Linked DNA regions of Rattus norvegicus: region 2 is linked to region 1. The links are chromatin contacts, called in public Hi-C maps. All regions are on one chromosome and are shown on one strand. Each heading gives the region's core, a stretch centred on a gene start, on an enhancer-like site or on the middle of the called end of the contact. The rest is flanking DNA. Distances are from core to core; before and after follow the strand shown. Region 1 overlaps Zmynd8 (zinc finger, MYND-type containing 8). Region 2 overlaps Ncoa3 (nuclear receptor coactivator 3).

The links. A called contact is a pair of places that touch in the nucleus more often than the background predicts.
Region 2: a contact with region 1 is called in a Hi-C map of psoas muscle, with 3 times the contacts expected there. The contact joins two enhancer-like sites. A contact is called at or near these places in 7 of 12 Hi-C or Micro-C datasets (the A7r5 cell line, the Rat2 cell line, kidney and 3 more) and 1 of 1 datasets of contacts at active chromatin or transcription factors (oligodendrocytes).

What each region holds. Positions count from the first base shown.
Region 1 is chr3:174,979,207-174,982,966 of GRCr8, reverse strand. Zmynd8 (zinc finger, MYND-type containing 8) reads left to right here. Exons shown (of 22, transcript NM_001100838.1): 12 at 1,389-1,535. Among named protein-coding and RNA genes, the nearest start is that of Zmynd8, 65 kb to the left of the region's middle. Within about 2 kb of position 2,071, at least 24 of the 93 cell types and tissues checked have an H3K27ac peak or open chromatin away from gene starts, as enhancers often do.
Region 2 is chr3:175,195,301-175,199,060 of GRCr8, reverse strand. All of the region lies in intron 1 of Ncoa3 (nuclear receptor coactivator 3), which reads right to left. Among named protein-coding and RNA genes, the nearest start is that of Ncoa3, 39 kb to the right of the region's middle. Within about 2 kb of position 1,935, at least 81 of the 93 cell types and tissues checked have an H3K27ac peak or open chromatin away from gene starts, as enhancers often do.

The DNA of each region.
Region 1 (3,760 bases), core at 822-3,321:
CTTCCTGGATGCCCAGTGCTGACTGCTCAGTCAGCCTCACTGTAGCCCGATGGGGGTAGGGGCTTTTGTTGGCCTCGTCAGGCTGTGTCCCTCTTCCCAGGGGAGCCACAGACAGAGGCACCTAACTCCCAGATGATCAGTAGGGGCTTGGATTTGAACCAAAAGTGTCCACCTTTGAGTCCAGGTCTCTCTAGTCTTGAGCCTTTTCCTGTAGCTAAAATCACAGGAATGAAGGGTTCGCTCAGGGATTGAGCGTGGATCCGGCACTTAGGCACTTACTGAGATGCAGGTTTGCTCCCCAGGCTTCCCATCTCTCTGGTTCTGAGGGAGCCAAACCTTATGGGCTGAGTGGGTGCCTGTGCTCACCACCACCCCACCCTACCCCCATAGATAATGCAGAACCAGAGTCATACCTACCCAGCCCACTGCAGCAGCTTTCTTCTTCAGACTGGGTCTGCCAGCAGGGCTGGCTGGCAACCTGCCATGTAGCTGAGGATCGCCTTGAACTGATCTTCCTGGACCAGCTACTGGGATTTCAGAACTGCACCACAGCAAGCCTCCATTTTTAGTCTCTGCTGGTGCCTTGCTTCCTGCCCTCTTGTGCCATTTGTGACTTCCTGTCAGGACCAGATCTCTACAACATCTCCTCACTTCAGGCCAATTGGCCAGGTGCTGTCTTGTCAGGGCTCAGAAGCGATGCTGGGTGGTCTCGAAAAATATGTAACTGTGTGTGAGGGTTAATGTCAAGATCGGGTGGGTCCTTAAGAAGCCCTTAGCCCCGCTAAGTGCTTTTGGTCTTTGTTCTCCTTGTTTGGCCAGTTGTTTTAAGTTAGATTTGAACACCTCAGGCGTGGGAACATGGTCTGTCCTTGGAGGAGTCTGACCCTCACTGAGAAAGAAGATAATTTGGCAATACCAATTCTCCCTCCACCTGATGTCCAGTTTGTTTCTCTGTACCCTGAGAAACTTGAGCCAGCGTCTGGACCTCCCCAGGGCTGGTCAGAGGCAGATGGGGCAGGCTGTGTGAACAGCTCCCTCAAACTCTCACCGATGGCTGCCACACATGCCAGCCTGCCTCCCACCTGTGCACACAGCATGAGGAGTTTGCTCATGCGTTAAACCTGTGAATGGGCTAAGGCAATTTCAGTGGCAGCTTAGCCTTTCAACTTAGAGTCCCCAGCCCAGTAGCCCATGCTAGGTGAAAGCCCTTTGTTGGCAGTTCATGGCCACCCATCTTACCAGTCCTGGGTCCTCTCCAGGATGCAGAACAGTGCTTGTGGAATGAAACACCTTGTCCCTTCTCTCCCGTTCTCAACCCTGAACCTGGTGTGGCTTTATTGGTTTGCTAATGTGTAAAACCAGCTTCTAACCGTGATACACTTTTCCAGCGTCTCCAGCCTCCACCAAGACGGGGCAAGCAGGGAGCTTGTCCGGCAGCCCGAAGCCCTTCTCTCCACAAGCGCCAACGCCCATCATGACGAAACCTGACAAGACCTCCACCGCCACCACCGGGAGCATCCTGAACTTGAACCTGGGTCAGTGGCGTTTACATAAGTGTGTGTGTTTGGCAGTGGTGCCCACCTCTGCCCTTTGTCCTTTCCTCAGTGGCTCTTAGACACTGAGCTCCTCTATTCTGTCTGCAGAAAATGTAAAAGCTTTAGTGGATAGAGGGGTTAGGGGAGATAAGGAGGAACAGGAGGGGTTTCTTGGGCAGCTGGTTGGCTCACAAAGGTGTTTTACCACAAACCATTTTGGGCCAGTCTTTACAAGTAATTCTCGTAAACCAGTTTTGCCCTGTGTAAATATATGTGACTGAAGCAAGTTTTATGAGTCTTACTGTTTTGGGGTGGGTTTTCTGATAGTTTCCATTCTCTTATGAGTATGGGTGTTCTGCATGAGTGTCTGTGTGCCACATGCGTGTCTATTGCCTGTGGCAGGCAGAAGGGATCATGTCCTTTCTATCTGGAGTTGCAGATGGCTGTGATCTGCCATGGCAGTGCTGGGACTTAGTTCTGGGCCTCTGTAAGTACAGCCAGTGTTCTTAGCCTCTGAGTCAGCTCTGTAGCCGTTCCTCATTTTTTAAAATGTGACATTTTCATCTGGATTGAGCTTGCCTTGCGGCTCAGACCCTGGATCTCATGATCCTGTCTTTACCTTTCAAGTGTTGTGGTTATTGTCATGTGCCACCAGGCCTGGCTCCACTTGGTGTGGTGTGTCCGTCTGTCTGAGAGAGACAAGGTCTATCCATGGAGTGCTTGCAGTTAAATTCCATGCAGCCTAGGGTGGCCTGCATCCCAGGGAGCAAGGGGCAGGTTACAGTTCTGAGTAATTGAATGCTGCCACCTTGTGGTTAAAGCCCAGAGATGTAGCTTATCATGACCTCATCAGAGACCCACCCAGCCCCAGTGGATCCGGAGGTTGACAGCTGGGCTTAGAGTGTCCAGATGGAGCAAAGTCCCTGGGCCACTGGAATAGGCAGAGATCAGTAAAGGGAAGAGGAGGGGTAGGAGGCCAGAGAGAAGCCACCGGCAAAGGAAGCAACTCCAGGGGTTTCCAGATACCGTGGGCTAGAACATTCCTTGGTGGGGAAAGAGGCGTATGGTGTCCCATGACAATGAATTCACAGCGCCATCCAAGCTATGTCACTGGTTCCTAGGGTGACAGGACCAATGGCCCCCAAGTGTAGTCCAGTTTACTCCCTTGCCTTTTATCTATAGCCTGGCTTGAGTTGGACATTCAAGGTCCTTGCTAAGACTCCATCCAGGGGCACCAGCTGGTTCCTCACTTGATTCAGAAGGGGGACCAGCTTGCTGCCTCGGGGACATTCGTTATTCTAGAAATGTGGTTTCTTTTCTCGGGGCCTCCTCCCACCTTCACACTCTGAACAGAAGCACTGTGGAACAGAGGCGTTCTCATGGTGACATTGCCTCTCTGCCAATCACCTGGCAAGAATAGCTCCTTCTGAAAACCAGGAGCCCACTGGGCATCCTTGTGATACCCCTGGGTTTTCTAAGCATGGCTTGAGGTGTGGGTGAGGTGTGGTGGCTCTAAGGAATCCATGAATTTTGTCCTGTCTCCCCTCCAATAATTCTAGGGTTCATATCTCATCTCAGTCAGTGGGGGTGACAACATTGGATACATGGGTGGGTTCCTGGGATGGGATTTTAGTCTCACATTCAGGGGCTCTGCTAGGGACCCTGAAGAATGCTGTACGTGGTGGAAAAGGTTGAAGGGTAGAGGGGAGGGCAGTGATTTTATATCCGCCCATGTGACATGATCTAGAGTGCTGGCCACTGATGGTGAGAAGTCACTGTCCAGCTAAACAGGGAACTGTTTAAGACAGCACAGGAAGAAAGCCACATTGGAGACATACATGTGAGGCAAACCAGGGATTGTCTGGGTTAGAATAGAGGGTTCAACTATAGATTTGGGGTGGCTTATTTAATCCCCTCCCACCATGTAGCCTTGAACTCGAGATCTGCTTGTCCCTGTCTCTTGAATGCTGGGATTAAAGCCCCTCTCTCCCTCTTTCTTGCACACACGCACATATGCAAGCAAACATTTTTGCGTGAGTATGCGGAGGCCAAAGGGCAGCCTGAGGTATTGTTCTGTCCTTCCAGGGCCCAGGTCCAGACCAGGGTTGGTAGGTCTGGTGGTGAGATGCCTTGCATGGCTGACCCCCCTCGCTGGTCTTGTTTTTTCTGAGACAGGTTGTTGTTTAGTTCACACTGACCTGGAACTCACCGTATAGTCGTGGCAG
Region 2 (3,760 bases), core at 686-3,185, 220 kb before region 1:
AGTTTGTCCTAATACCCACATCAGGCCACTCTCAGCCATCTGTGATTCCTGTCTTACATCTATGGCCTTGCGTAGCACTGGGCTCACATTCAGATATACATACACATAATTCAAAATAATAAAAACAAATATATAAAAATAAAGTCATAGTGCCACTATTAACTGTGGGTAAGCAGAAGCAGGTACAAGCAGGCAATACAATTTCTAAAACAAGGATGCCGTCGAAGTGAGCACCTGGTGAGCACCGTGACTTGAACAGGGTGGATGAACAGGGTGAGAGGTATCAGCACCACGAGATGGGCAGGCAACCCTGAAGACCACTAAGGTGGGGAATTAAGAGCTCTTGAGGCTCCCAGAGACTGAGCCACCAACCAGGGAGCATGAATGGGCTGGACCTAGGACCCCAGCACATGTGTGGCACATGAGTAGCTTAGTCTTCAGCGGGTCCCCCAACAACAGTGGGCTGTCCCTGACTGTGTTGTCTGCCTGTGGATCCTGTTTCTCTAACTGGGCTGCCTTGTCTGGCATCAGTGGGAAAGCATGTGCCTAGCCCTACAGTGAGTTGTGCCAAGGTGGGTTGATAGGGTTGGGGGGCTCCCCCTTATCAGGAGAAGGGAAAAGTGGGTAGGAGGACTATGTGAGGGAGGACTGAGAGGAGAAAGGGGATGCAATTTGAGATATAAAGTGAATAAATAAAAAATTAATTAATTAATTGGGGGGAAGATGTAAAATTAAGACAAATTCAAAACTGTTTATCTCTGCCAAAAATAACTAATGAAATCAGGCAGTTTCTGCAAATATTGCCTAGATTTACAATCAGAATGCCTGTTAGTCCTTCACACTGAAAAGCAGAGGAGACTAGCACAGTCACATGCATCTGCAATCCAAAAACTGGAAAGGCCAAGGCAGAAGACAGTTAGTCCAACACCAGCCTGGGCTATGTAGACAAATCCTCTCTCGAAAATAAATTATGAGTTGGAGACACAGATCACTGTGAGGGCTTGCCAACATGTACAAAAACCTAGGTTCAATCTTGGACCCCCTACCCCCAAAAAAAGGCAGACAAGATTAACACAGTTTAAAGGAAGTTTTTATTTATTCGTATGTATGTGTGCACGAGTGCGTGCCTGTGCGTGTGCCCGTGCACACCATGACAGAAATGCTGAGGTCAGAGAAGAACTTCCAGATATTTGCTCTCTCCTCTACCGCGGGGCCTCAGCCGGGCAGCTCATCAGGCTTGGCAGTAAGTTTCTTTACCCACTAAGCCAACTCCAATAATACTTACATCATGCTGGGCATCTAAAAGACAGGATGCGTAAAGGAGACACATGAAATGTTACTAAAAGTAAAAGTTCTTAGCTCAGCACATCCAGGAAAGGATGCCAGGCATTTTGTTCAAAAACAGACTAAATGTAGCTTCAAAGGGGGACAAGAAAAAAAAATTTTTTTAAATGCTGGGTGTGGTGGCATAAGCCTTTAATTCCATCATCAGGCCAACCAGCTACAGGGTGGGACGCTACCTCAAAAGAGTACTGAGTTGCAGAGGCACACTAGTCTGCATCTGAGCAACCAAGGAAAAAGCAAGCACAGAATCCTGGTGGCCCTGTGGTCTATGAACTGGCCTCACCTCTTTGGCTCAGCTTAAGTTAGTGAGGACCTAGTTACAGAAAAGCAGCGGGCTTGTCAGCAAGCTACTTGCAGCTGCCTGCTCTACAGCTCCTCCCTCTCCCTCCTTCTCCCCTCTCCCCGTCTGCCTCACCCACTCTCTCCCTCTCTGAAAAGCAGGGTAGAGCCCTGCAGGATCACAGAAAATAAATACAGGCAAAGGGGGTGGGAATGGGGGTGGGAGGTAAGCAGGCTCCACCCGCAGAAGGCTTTCCACAGGAACTGCTACAGGGTCAAAAGTTTACAGTGGTTTCAATTTCACCTTTTAGCAGCCAATCAGCAAACAGAGACTGCGCTGACCCTCGGGCTGCGGGAGCGTTAACTCCCTGGCTACCAGGACTGCTGCTGCAGTTCTTCCCGGGCTTCTCTTAAGAAGGAAAGGTTAAAAAAGGCAGCGGACACCCTAAGTTCAGGTGACTAATTCACTTTAAACTGCTGTTTGAGCAGAAAAATGATTTGATAAGTATCCATTTTCTCCTTCAAGTCAGGGTCTCTTTATCTTAGAGCATCGACCAAACCAACCGATAGACATAAAGACAAAGAGCAAACAAGGGCAGGTTAAGAAAAGATTTTCCTCCACGAGGCTTCAAATCTCCCAACTACCCACAAATGATATGACATGATGCCCGTTTAGCTCCCTGTAAATGCTTTAAGAAGAAATGAAGCCCGTCAATTACAGTATTTAGGCTCTGGCTCCCTCGGGTCACTGATACAACTGCAGTACGCCATCCTCACAAGAGGAGTCTACAGAAACACAGCGAGAGCATCTAAGGGGCCATTTGTTTCCCTGTGTTCTCTCTAACCCTCCAGGACCCAGCACAGCCCTCCGTGCATGCGTGGAACAAACTCAAAAGCAAAGTCTTTCTTCTGCAGAGCTGTCCTCCTGATCACTTTTTATATAAACTTCCTACAGATGCAAAAGAAAAAAATCGATACACTAATCCATTCACTACTCCACTCAGCAGTCTGTACTAACAGTGAGCAGGACTGAAGAGGGCAGGGCAGGAGAAACCACACTGCCTCCCTTCCCCGCCCCACACTTCCCTCCTCCCTCTTCCTCCCCAGGGCAATAAGGAAGCAGGACACCGAAGCCCAAGAGCTTGAAGCCAGCATGGTGATTTGGGGTCGTTTCAGTTTTGGTTTTTATCTGTTTTTTTTGCATAGTTTTTTTTTAAGGGGTGGTCATGGGAGGGAGTTTAAGACAACCTCTCTCTATAGCCCCAAATGGCAGAAAAACAGCAGCAATCCACCTAACCCAACCTCAAAGTCCTGGAATTACAGGTGTGAGCCGCCATTCCTTGAAGCACACCAAGACAAAGAGGAGACAGCTGTACAAACTCTCCTATCCGATGATTTACTAAATCCTAATGTATAGATAAGCCAACTTACATACCAACTGGTTGAATTTTAGCAGTTTTACAAGTTTAGATTGGAGATCTATATGGGTACCACCACCAGCTACTAAAACGATCGCATATAGGATAGTGGGCTCTATCCAGATTATCAAACACCAGATATTTCTGAAATGCAATCTGAAACCAAAACATAATGCCTCACTTGCTACACAGTGACCAGAGGCCCAGAGAACAGTATTCTGTCTTCATTACACAGAATCTCTACAGTGCAACTTGATATACATGTTCCAGACCAGGAAATAAAGTCAATGATATTCTAATTTCAAGTTGAAAGAAATGATACAAATAATTGTCTACTAATAACTTCCGAACCCACACGATATAAACTTATGATTGTAAGTCTAATTTTAAAATACAACTAGTTTGTTCTTTTTAACATGGCTTACAGAAGCCGGTGCGCCCGTTAGTGCATGTTTAATTTGAAGAATCTTCTCTTTTTACAGGATGGCCTCATTTCACAGGAAAATGGATGCGACAAAATTTTATATCAAGTCAGCATGTTAGCAAGAATCTTTTTTGTGTGTGCTGAATTTGATTAATCCAAGCCAAGGTCACTTCCTGAACAATGCCTACCACTGCCGCTGTAGCACAGACTGGCGTGCAGCTGGGAGAGGAGAGGGGAGGGCATTATTTACTAATAAGTAAGTGGACTCTATTTCCACAGTTATCTTGGCAAGAAG